Regions from separate parts of the Zea mays genome. Here region 2 is linked to region 1. The links are chromatin contacts, called in public Hi-C maps. All regions are on one chromosome and are shown on one strand. Each heading gives the region's core, a stretch centred on a gene start, on an enhancer-like site or on the middle of the called end of the contact. The rest is flanking DNA. Distances are from core to core; before and after follow the strand shown.

The links. A called contact is a pair of places that touch in the nucleus more often than the background predicts.
Region 2: a contact with region 1 is called in a Hi-C map of ear, with 1.6 times the contacts expected there. The contact joins the promoter of LOC103634670 here to the promoter of LOC107521950 in region 1. A contact is called at or near these places in 4 of 25 Hi-C or Micro-C datasets (bundle sheath, ear, leaf and 1 more).

The regions. Positions count from the first base shown.
Region 1 is chr1:57,409,873-57,414,560 of Zm-B73-REFERENCE-NAM-5.0, forward strand. It overlaps LOC107521950, which reads right to left and starts at 2,829. Exons shown (of 2, transcript NM_001321718.1): 1 at 2,550-2,829; 2 at 1,908-2,407. The coding sequence starts at 2,742. The coding sequence ends at 2,055.
Region 2 is chr1:57,574,536-57,579,223 of Zm-B73-REFERENCE-NAM-5.0, forward strand. LOC103634670 (U3 small nucleolar RNA-associated protein 14) reads left to right here and starts at 2,329. Exons shown (of 11, transcript XM_020546372.3): 1 at 2,329-2,838; 2 at 2,966-3,092; 3 at 3,309-3,754; 4 at 3,906-4,127; 5 at 4,224-4,529; 6 at 4,641-4,688. The coding sequence starts at 2,557.

The sequences.
Region 1 (4,688 bases), core at 1,579-4,078:
CGTGGTCCAAAATGTTAAATAAGAAAGAAACATTCCATGCATATCTTGTAAGTAGTTTTATTGGCTCAATTCCAAGCAACCTTTACACTTACATTATGCAAACTAGTTCAATTATGCACTTCTATATTTGCTTTGGTTTGTGTTGGCATCAATCACCAAAAAGGGGGAGATTGAAAGGGAATTAGGCTTACACCTAGTTCCTATATAATTTTGGTGGTTGAATTGCCCAACACAAATCTTTGGACTAACTAGTTTGCCCAAGTGTATAGATTATACAGGTGTAAAAGGTTCACACTCAGCCAATAAAAAGACCAAGTTTTGGATTCAATAAAGGAGCAAAGGGGCAACCGAGGGCACCCCTGGTCTGGCGCACCGGACTGTCCGGTGTGCCACCGAACAGTGAACAGTACCTGTCCGGTGCACCAGGGGACTCGGACTCCAACTCTTCACTCTCGGGAATTCTCGGAAGCCGGCGCGCTATAATTCACCGGACTGTCCGGTGTGCACCGGACATGTCCGGTGCTCCAAGGAAGCTCGGCCTCCTGAACTCGCCAGCCTCGGGTTCGCGCGGCAGCCGCTCCGCTATAATTCACCGGACTGTCCGGTGTGCACCGGACTGTCCGGTGTGCCAGCGGAGCAACGGCTCCCTGCGGCGCCAACGGCTCCCTGCGGTGCATTAAATGCGCGCGCAGCGCGCGCAGAAGTCAGAATCGCCCATACCGGTGCACCGGACATCAAACAGTACATGTCCGGTGTGCACCGGACACCCAGGCGGGCCCACAAGTCAGAAGCTCCAACGGCTAGAATCCAACGGCAGTGATGACGTGGCAGGGGCACCGGACTGTCCGGTGTGCACCGGACTGTCCGGTGCGCCATCGAACAGAAGCCTCCAGCCAACGGTCAAGTTTGGTGGTTGAGGCTATAAATACCCCAACCACCCCACCATTCATTGCATCCAAGTTTTCCAACTTCTAACCACTTACAAGAGCTAGGCATTCAATTCTAGACACATACAAAGAGATCAAATCCTCTCCAATTCCACTCAAGCCTTTAGTGACTAGCGAGAGAGATTTGCCGTGTTCTTTTGAGCTCTTGCGCTTGGATCGCATTCTTTCTTTCTCTTTTGCTCTTGTGATCAACACTCAATTGTAACCAAGGCAAGAGGCACCGATTGTGTGGTGGCCCTTGCGGGGAAGTTTTGTTCCCGGTTGATTGAGAAGAAGGAAAGCTCACTCGGTCCGAGGGACCGTTTGAGAGAGGGAAGGGTTGAAAGAGACCCGGCCTTTGTGGCCTCCTCAACGGGGAGTAGGTTTGCAAGAACCGAACCTCGGTAAAACAAATCCACGTGTCACTCTCCTTATTTGCTTGCGATTTGTTTTGCGCCCTCTCTTGCGGACTCATTTATTATTACTAACGCTAACCCCGGCTTGTAGTTGTGATTATTTTTGTAAATTTCAGTTTCGCCCTATTCACCCCCCCTCTAGGCGACTATCAAACCTAGAGGAAGAATATCGAACCCAAGAGGAAGTATAGGATTGGAGAGGAAGAATATCGAACCCGATAGGAAGGGTATATGAGTAAGAGTCAGAAGACTAATATAAGTGCCCATTGAACAAATTGTCGTGAACAAGAACGGTCCGAGAAGTAGCTAGATATAGCAAGCAGTCGCACCACGCGTTTCTCTAAAAAACTTGATCACCTACATATCTGGCATGTGATGCAGTGAAACGGTGGTTTTAAAGGCATGTTCTCCAAACAAGTGTAAGCATAAATATAGGAGTGACACAAAATGCATATACTTGCATGCATGGTATAGAAGTAATATATATATGTAATACAAGGTACATTGTACAGTTTATATTACGTCGTAACACATGTGAGATGTGGCACACAAAGTGACTAAGAAAGCAGCCCGGCCGCTACACGTATTGACTGATGCTTAATTATTTTTTATAATAACAAACATGATTCGTTGGCGTCGTCGATAGATTCACAGCTTGTGGAGCGCGCAGCAGCCCTTGTAGGTCCGACGATCCACGCCTGACGACGAGAGCTCAGACGAAGGAGAAGGGCATGGTGCTGAGGTTGAGGATGCCGCCGACGATCGCCCCGATGAGACCGACGATCCCGCCAATGAGGCCGCCGAGGCCGCCCAGGTCGCTGCCGCTGCCGCTGCCGGTGGTGATGCCTACGAGCTTCAGCGGCGCCGACAGCGTCCCGGCGGCTGCGGCCAGGGACCTGTCGCACGCGCCCAGCGGGGTGACCACGACCACCCTGCACAGGTTGTGCATGGCGGCGGCGACCAGGTCCCTGCTGGCGCTGCTCTGGCTGAAGACGAAGGCACCGGCGCTGTCCGCCGTCGCGCTGCCCACGACCTTGCCGCCGCACACGAGCTGCACGAGGGCGTCTGGGCCAACGACCCCAGATGGCGGGGAAACATATGTAAGGTCCTCCGATCCATATATGCACGTACGTCCTCGAAAGTTGCTTATGAACAGATGATAAATGATGTATATATTCAGATGACGACCGCGCGTCCTTATCCTTACTAGGGAACGCCGGGACCGTGGCCGGGTCAATGGAGTTCCCGGTGGCGCATGGCACGGTTCCGGAGACGATGAGGCTGGTGTTGGTGTTGGTGCTGGGGCTCGCCTCCAACGCCGTCGCACCGCGGGGCAGCTGGCAGGCGGAGACGACGACGGCGAGTAGGGCGGCGACGACAAGCAGGCTCTTCGGCGCCATTGTACTGTATCGCTGCTCGATCGCTAGCTAGTTAGTATTGTTTTTTTTAAAAAAAATATTATCAGCTCCGCTTCGTCTCTCTCTCGGTCTTTTGCACGTAGCAGGTTGTGCTGAGCTGAGTTAGTTCATGCTGCTGTGCTGCATTGATCTGCTACTTATAGGCGCGCGGCGTGTGCGAGGCCAATAATGCAAGTTGCTAGCATGCTCGCACGGGTCGGCTTCAGTTCAGTGCGCGCGCGTGCTTGCAGTGTTGGAACGCCTCACGCTGTTGTCTCTGTCCGCGTCGGGCGTGCACGTAAGCAGCCAACTTGACGGGCGGGGGCAGCCGACGGAGCTACACATCTCTTTTGTTTCGCAGTGCTGCATTGATGACTGCCGAGCCAAGTAGTCAGTACAGTACTACTAATATAATGGGTGGGTGGTCATAAATTAACACGCTGATGATTATAGTCTGATAATGGGTGGTCATGCGTGGAGCTGCTGATGATAGGATGGTGCTGCCCTGGAAACCTATAGTAGAGGCGTGTGGTCACAAGCCGTACAACGCCAAGAAAATGGAAGCAAAAGAGATTGATGTCGTTCTTGTCTCAACAGTCACGCACCATGATCGGTAATGTCATATTATGGATCTATCAAGGTTTGTCCATCAAATTGAAGAACCAACATTAAAAAGGAAAAAAATAGATAAATTATGACAAGTTGGACAACGACCCAAACAGTCCTACGATGGAATGTCTATCTAGGGTTTGGCTTAAATAAAAAATTCTAAAAATTCTTAAGAAAACTTAGAGATTCATTTAGAGCAAGTTTAACGGTATAGTCGCAGTGGCTATAAGCATCTTTACAGCTTGTCATTTAGGCTATTTATACACTATCGAAATCTGACACTTTATTGAGTGTCAAGCGCTTTGTCGAGTGTCATTCTCGACACAGACCCTCTTTGCCGAGATTCAAACACTCGACAACGTCAAGCTCTCGACGAAACGTGAATCTTGGCAAAAGGCAATCAACGGTCGTCTATAGTTGACGATCGTTAACTATGCTAAGTGTCAGGAGTTGACACCCGACAAAATAACTTCTTTGTCAAGTGTCGTCTCGTAGACACTCAGTCAATTAATTATTCGCCGAGTGTATTTCTCTGACACTCGGCAAAATATATTTTTAATTTTTTACCAAACTTTTTATACTATATTCCTACACTATATAGACCTACATGTTTCATTTTGGCACAATTATCAAAGTCTTTGCTATAACTGTTAGATTTAGTTCGTTTATTTGAATTTCTTCGAATAATTCAGATTTAAACTGCAAGTCACTCGAAAAATAGAAAACAGTGAATGTAAAAATGGTATTCATATTATTTAGCACAAGTTATGGTCTATTTCAGGAACAGACCGGAATTTTCGAACACCATACTAACGAAACATGACTGTGAACTTGCGATCCAGTTGTTTTAAAATTGTATAAAACACAAACAAAATCAAAAAATTATAAAACTTGCTGAGATGTAATGATATTATAAGTAGAGATACTGATAAATTTAAATAAACTTTGTCGAGTGCTTACTAGGGGGTTGCCGAGTGTCAGATCTAGGACACTCGGCAAAAAATATTTTTAAACTTTTAAAAAAACTTTACCGAGTGCCAGTCACGGGTACTCGGTAAAGTTGGTGTACATATCCCTAACCGAGCGGGTTTTCTTCCGCGGCTTGCTGTTACTTTAATCCGATTGTGATTGTGACTTCTACAGTTTTTTGTCTTTATAGATTACAGCTGTAGCAACCGTACCGCATGATAGACGACCAATTCACTTGTTTTTTTCGTTCTCTCACTCTATCTCTCACCTCTCCACACCGCCGGCGCCGGCGCCGTTTAATGCACAATCTATACCTATTAGCCATAACTGCAACCCCGTGATTCACCGTCGTCTCCTATGATCTCACCACT
Region 2 (4,688 bases), core at 1,079-3,578, 160 kb after region 1:
ACAAGCTGATCTTCTTTCAGTCCCAGCTAATAGGGGGTAAGCAATTGAAGCATGTTTTAGTTTTCTTTCCTTTGCCGCTTATGTTGTAAATCCTGTAATGCAATTGCACCATCATTAGGCCAAAGTATGGTATCACTTCCAGTCTTCCATATTAGCTTCTCACTATGTTACATGGCCTACCAGGGATAACTTGTCTGGTGCTCCAACTAGGGTGACTACTCTTGTTTTATGATAATCCTGCAACAATAACATATTTGTTACAAATTTGAATGTATGAATACAACAAATACTGCAATGAATATCTTCTCAGTAACCATCGAAGGACAAAGCATTAATGTGAGTGGGGCTGACCGAAGAAAAATTGCAAGAGCAGATTGTGCCAGTTCGTCGCTAAATTGCAACAGCCATACTGGTCTGAAGGACAAAGCATTAATGCGAGCGGTTAATTTGTTGTTTTGTTGGAGATTTGAGGTCACTAATGTTATTAGACTTGTGACCAGTATGACGTCTCCAACATGGTACTGTCGGGTTTTGTCTGTGTATAATTGAAGCAGTAAGCCTAAAATAGGTTTCGGTTGCTTGGATTTGGATGGTAATGGTTGTGAACAATGTCGAACCTTCGGATTGCAGTAAATGAACATGTTTGATCGGAGAGCTCATGTTGTGATTCATTTCTTCCTTATCTGCAAGTATCAGTTTATCACCAAGTCATCTTGAGTTAATATGGTGTAATCTTGTTCTTGCTTCAAGGTTCCTTGAGACAAAATGACATTTTTCTTCATTATTTTATTTTAAACTTTAGAATATGTTAGTACGACATAGAAAAGATCATACTACTTTTAATCGACTGAAGCATTCATCAACTGAAGATGGTTCTAAAAGCACGTTATAATATTTACTACACACTTCTAACCACAGAAACTCAACAATGATTAAAAGGGGTGCAGTAAATGCTCGGAGAATTTTAAAAAAATAAATTGTTTGGTGGACCATTTAACCTTCTAAAAATTGATAGAAATTGATTTGCTTGCAGTAGGGGGTTACAAGCGTCCGCGAGGGAGAGAGAGAGAGAGAGTCTGTCCGTCAGCCCGTCCTCCCGCGCGGCCACCTCCTCATACGAGGGCCCTGGACCTTCCTTTTATAGATGTAAGGAGAGGGCACAGGTGTACAATAAGGGTGTAGCAGTATGCTAACCTGTCCGGCAGAGAGGAGCCAGAGCCCTATGTACATGCCGACGTGGCTGTCGGAGAGGTGTTAGTGCCCTGTGCATGTGATGTCGTGGCCGTCGGAGGAGCACTTGAGCCCTATAGAAGCACATCTGTCGGGGCTGCCGGGTCCTTGCTGACGTCTCCTTGCTTCCGTAAGGGGCTGAGAACCGCTATCGTCATGGGAGCACGCGGGGTGCCATCATTACTTGTTTACCGGGGCGAGCCAGATGGGACGCCGGTCTTGTTCCCCGTAGCCTGAGCTAGCTAGGGGTAGGGTAATGATGTACCCCCTGTAACGTGGTCGGTCCGAGCCCAAGGTCGAGCGAGGCGGTGACTCCTCCGAGGTCGAGGTTGAGTCCGAGCCCCAAGGTCGGGCGAGGCGGAGACCGTCTTCCGAGGTTGAGGTTGAGTCCGAGCCCTGGGGTCGGACGAGGCGGAGATCGTCTTCCGAGGTCGAGGCGGGGGCCGAGCCCTGGGGTCGGGCGAGGCGGACACCGTCTTTCGAGGTCAAGGCGGGGGCCGAGCCCCGGGGTCGGGCGAGGCAGAGTTCCTATGGCGCCTGAGGCTGGACTCGGCTGCTGTCAGCCTCACCCTAGCGGGTGGCACAGCAGTCGGAGCGGGGCAGGCGACACTGCTTTCCTGTCAGGTCAGTCAGTGGAGGGGCGAAGTGACTGCGGTCACTTCGGCCCTGCCGACTGAGGAACGCGCGTCAGGATAAGGTGTCAGGCGATCCTTGCATTGAATGCTCCTGCGATACGGTCGGTTGGTGAGGCGATCTGGCCAAGGTTGCTTCACTGTGAAGCCTGCCCGAGCTGGGCCTCGGGCGAGTTGAAGGTGCGCCTGTTGCTTGAGGAGGCCCTCGGGCGAGGCGTAAATCCGCCTGGGTCTACTGTTCCTGCCCGAGGTTGGGCTCGGGCGAGGCGAGATCGTGTCCCTTGAGTGGACGGAGCCTTGACCTAAATTGCGCCCATCAGGCTTTTGCAGCTTGTGCTGACGGTGATTACCAGCCGAGTTTAGAAGTCTTGGGGTACCCCTAATTATGGTCTCCGACACTAGCGTACTCCCGTTGCAACGCACGGGCACAGACCTAGTATAGACTGAAAAACTAGACATTTGATGATGTGCAATGTGAAAGAAAACCGGGCCTTGTCCCGGCTGGAGCCGCGGCCCAAGAACTGAGGCGAGTCGCGAGCGTACCCTAGCCGCCAGCCGCTCAACACGCCCGAGACCTCAACTCCCGACGCCTTCTGTTTCAGCGTCCTGCTAGGCCGCCGCAGTTCCCCTGCTAGGCCGCCGCAGTTCCCTCTCCGCTCCGCCGGATCCATCCCTCGCTCTGCTCATCGCCCCAATGCCGAAAAAGGTCGCCATGCGGCGAGGTAAGCCCGCCCCCGACCAAGGGAAGAGGCGGCGCCACGGGCCGCGGCTGTCCAAGGTGATGCTTCGGGAGCTCGACGCGATGGGGCCTGGCCCTGCCCGCGGCTCCGATGGTGAGGAGGACGGGTCCGACGCGGTTGCCGAGGACGTGTACGAGTACGAGGAAGGGGTGCCCGAGGAGGAGGCCGGCAAGAACGGCCGCTATGACACCGTCGCCAAGTACGAGTACAACTTCGACAGCGACGCCTCCGATGCGGTGCGGGGACCCTTCCTACTCGATGCACTGGGCCACTAGCGAAGCGATTGCTGAGACGTTGTCATTATAAGCATTTGAGCCTGTCTTGAACTCCCACCGAATCATGTTCGCATTTGCGTATTTTTAGGATGAGGATGTGCCTTCGGAGGAAGGCGAGGATATGGACGAAGATGACAATGACGACGGTGATGATGAGGAGAAGCAGATAAGAATACTTCAGGAGACGACCGGAATGCCCAGAGAAGCCTTCGATGGTAAGCTTTTTTTTATCCTGTTAACATTGCATATGTTATATTCTCATGGACATTGCATACAGATTGTTATTTTTTTTTGGGTTGAAGGCTTAGGAGTTTTCCTACCTGCCAAAACTGTGAGGTGCTAAATAACGTTGTAGCACTCTAAAATAAACGGCGTTTGCCGAACTAAATAAAACTAGGGCTCAGAAATCTGAAATGAATTTGTCAAAACAGGAAAGAAGAGGAAACAGCCATCGGAGCTGCACCTGCAGCATGGCGATGGAGATGGTCCTGTCACAATTCATGATCTCTTGGACAATGTCCAGGGGAAACCTGGTTATAGCAAGATCCGTAAGAGGCTGCAGCAGCAGGAGAAAAAACCGATGGTCGTGCTAGCCCCACTTCCAAAAGTAGAGAGGGACAAGATCGAGCGCAGCGTGACGTTTCAGAAATCCAAGAATGAGCTAACAAAGTGGGAAGGAATCGTGAAGAGTAACAGGGAAGCTCCTGTACTATACTTTGAAAATGATACCAACTTGGGTGTGAACACTGTTGCGGCAATTGCTAGCGAATTTAAACCAAGGACTGAGTTTGAGAAGAAGATTGCTGAGATTACGCAAAGCACTGAAATAATAGAAGCACACAAGAACGATGGTGCCAAAATCCTGGAACTTAACAAGGTATCTTTGATGTTCTCATTGCACTCTGTCAGTTCTACTGAACTGAACTATTCTATAACTGTGCTGACTGCTACGCACGCTGAACATGTTTACTACACTGTTTTTAAAGCCATGGAACACTCTTTCTAAACAAGTTAATGAACTTATGTAGATTGATGCAGAAGATGTGAGAGAACACCAAAACCGTCTTGCTAAGATGCGCAGCCTTCTATTCCGTCATGAAATGAAAGCAAAGCGTATGAAGAAGATCAAGTCCAGGACATATCATCGGATGTTGAAGAAGGACAAATTGAAGGCAGCATCAGCAGATTTCGAGGCAGATCCTGAAGCTGTCACAGATCATGCTAGGAAACAAGAATTTAAACGGGCAGAGGTAAATCACTGCTCATATGTTTTTTCTCAGTTATAGGGAAATTCCCTCATTGGTCTTCCCCCAACAATGTTGCTAATTTATCTGAAATATTTATAGGAAAGGATGACATTAAAGCACAAGAATACATCACAATGGGCAAAGCGCATCCTCAAGCGTGGATTGTCTGTTCAAGATGAAGGCACCCGAGCTGCCATTGCAGCACAGCTCCAACAAAATACTCTTCTGACTAGAAAAATGAATTCCATGAAGGATGATTCTAGTAGTGAAGAAAGTTCAGATGATGATGACGACGAGAGTGACTCAGAAGCAAAAATCTTAAACAGAGGGAAAGAAAAGATTCTTAAAGCTCTTGAAGAAGACAATGAGATACCGAATTCTGGAGTTTTTTCGTTGCCTTTCATGGTGCATTTTCATTTCACATGCTGCTTGTGCATTTGTTTACAAAAAAGTATATTTGCTAGCATTGTTGCAATTCTGTCACCACCATAATCACATTTCTCTGCTTATTTACAGGAGCGTGCTATGAAAAAGCGCGAGGAAGCAACTTATGAGGAAGCACGA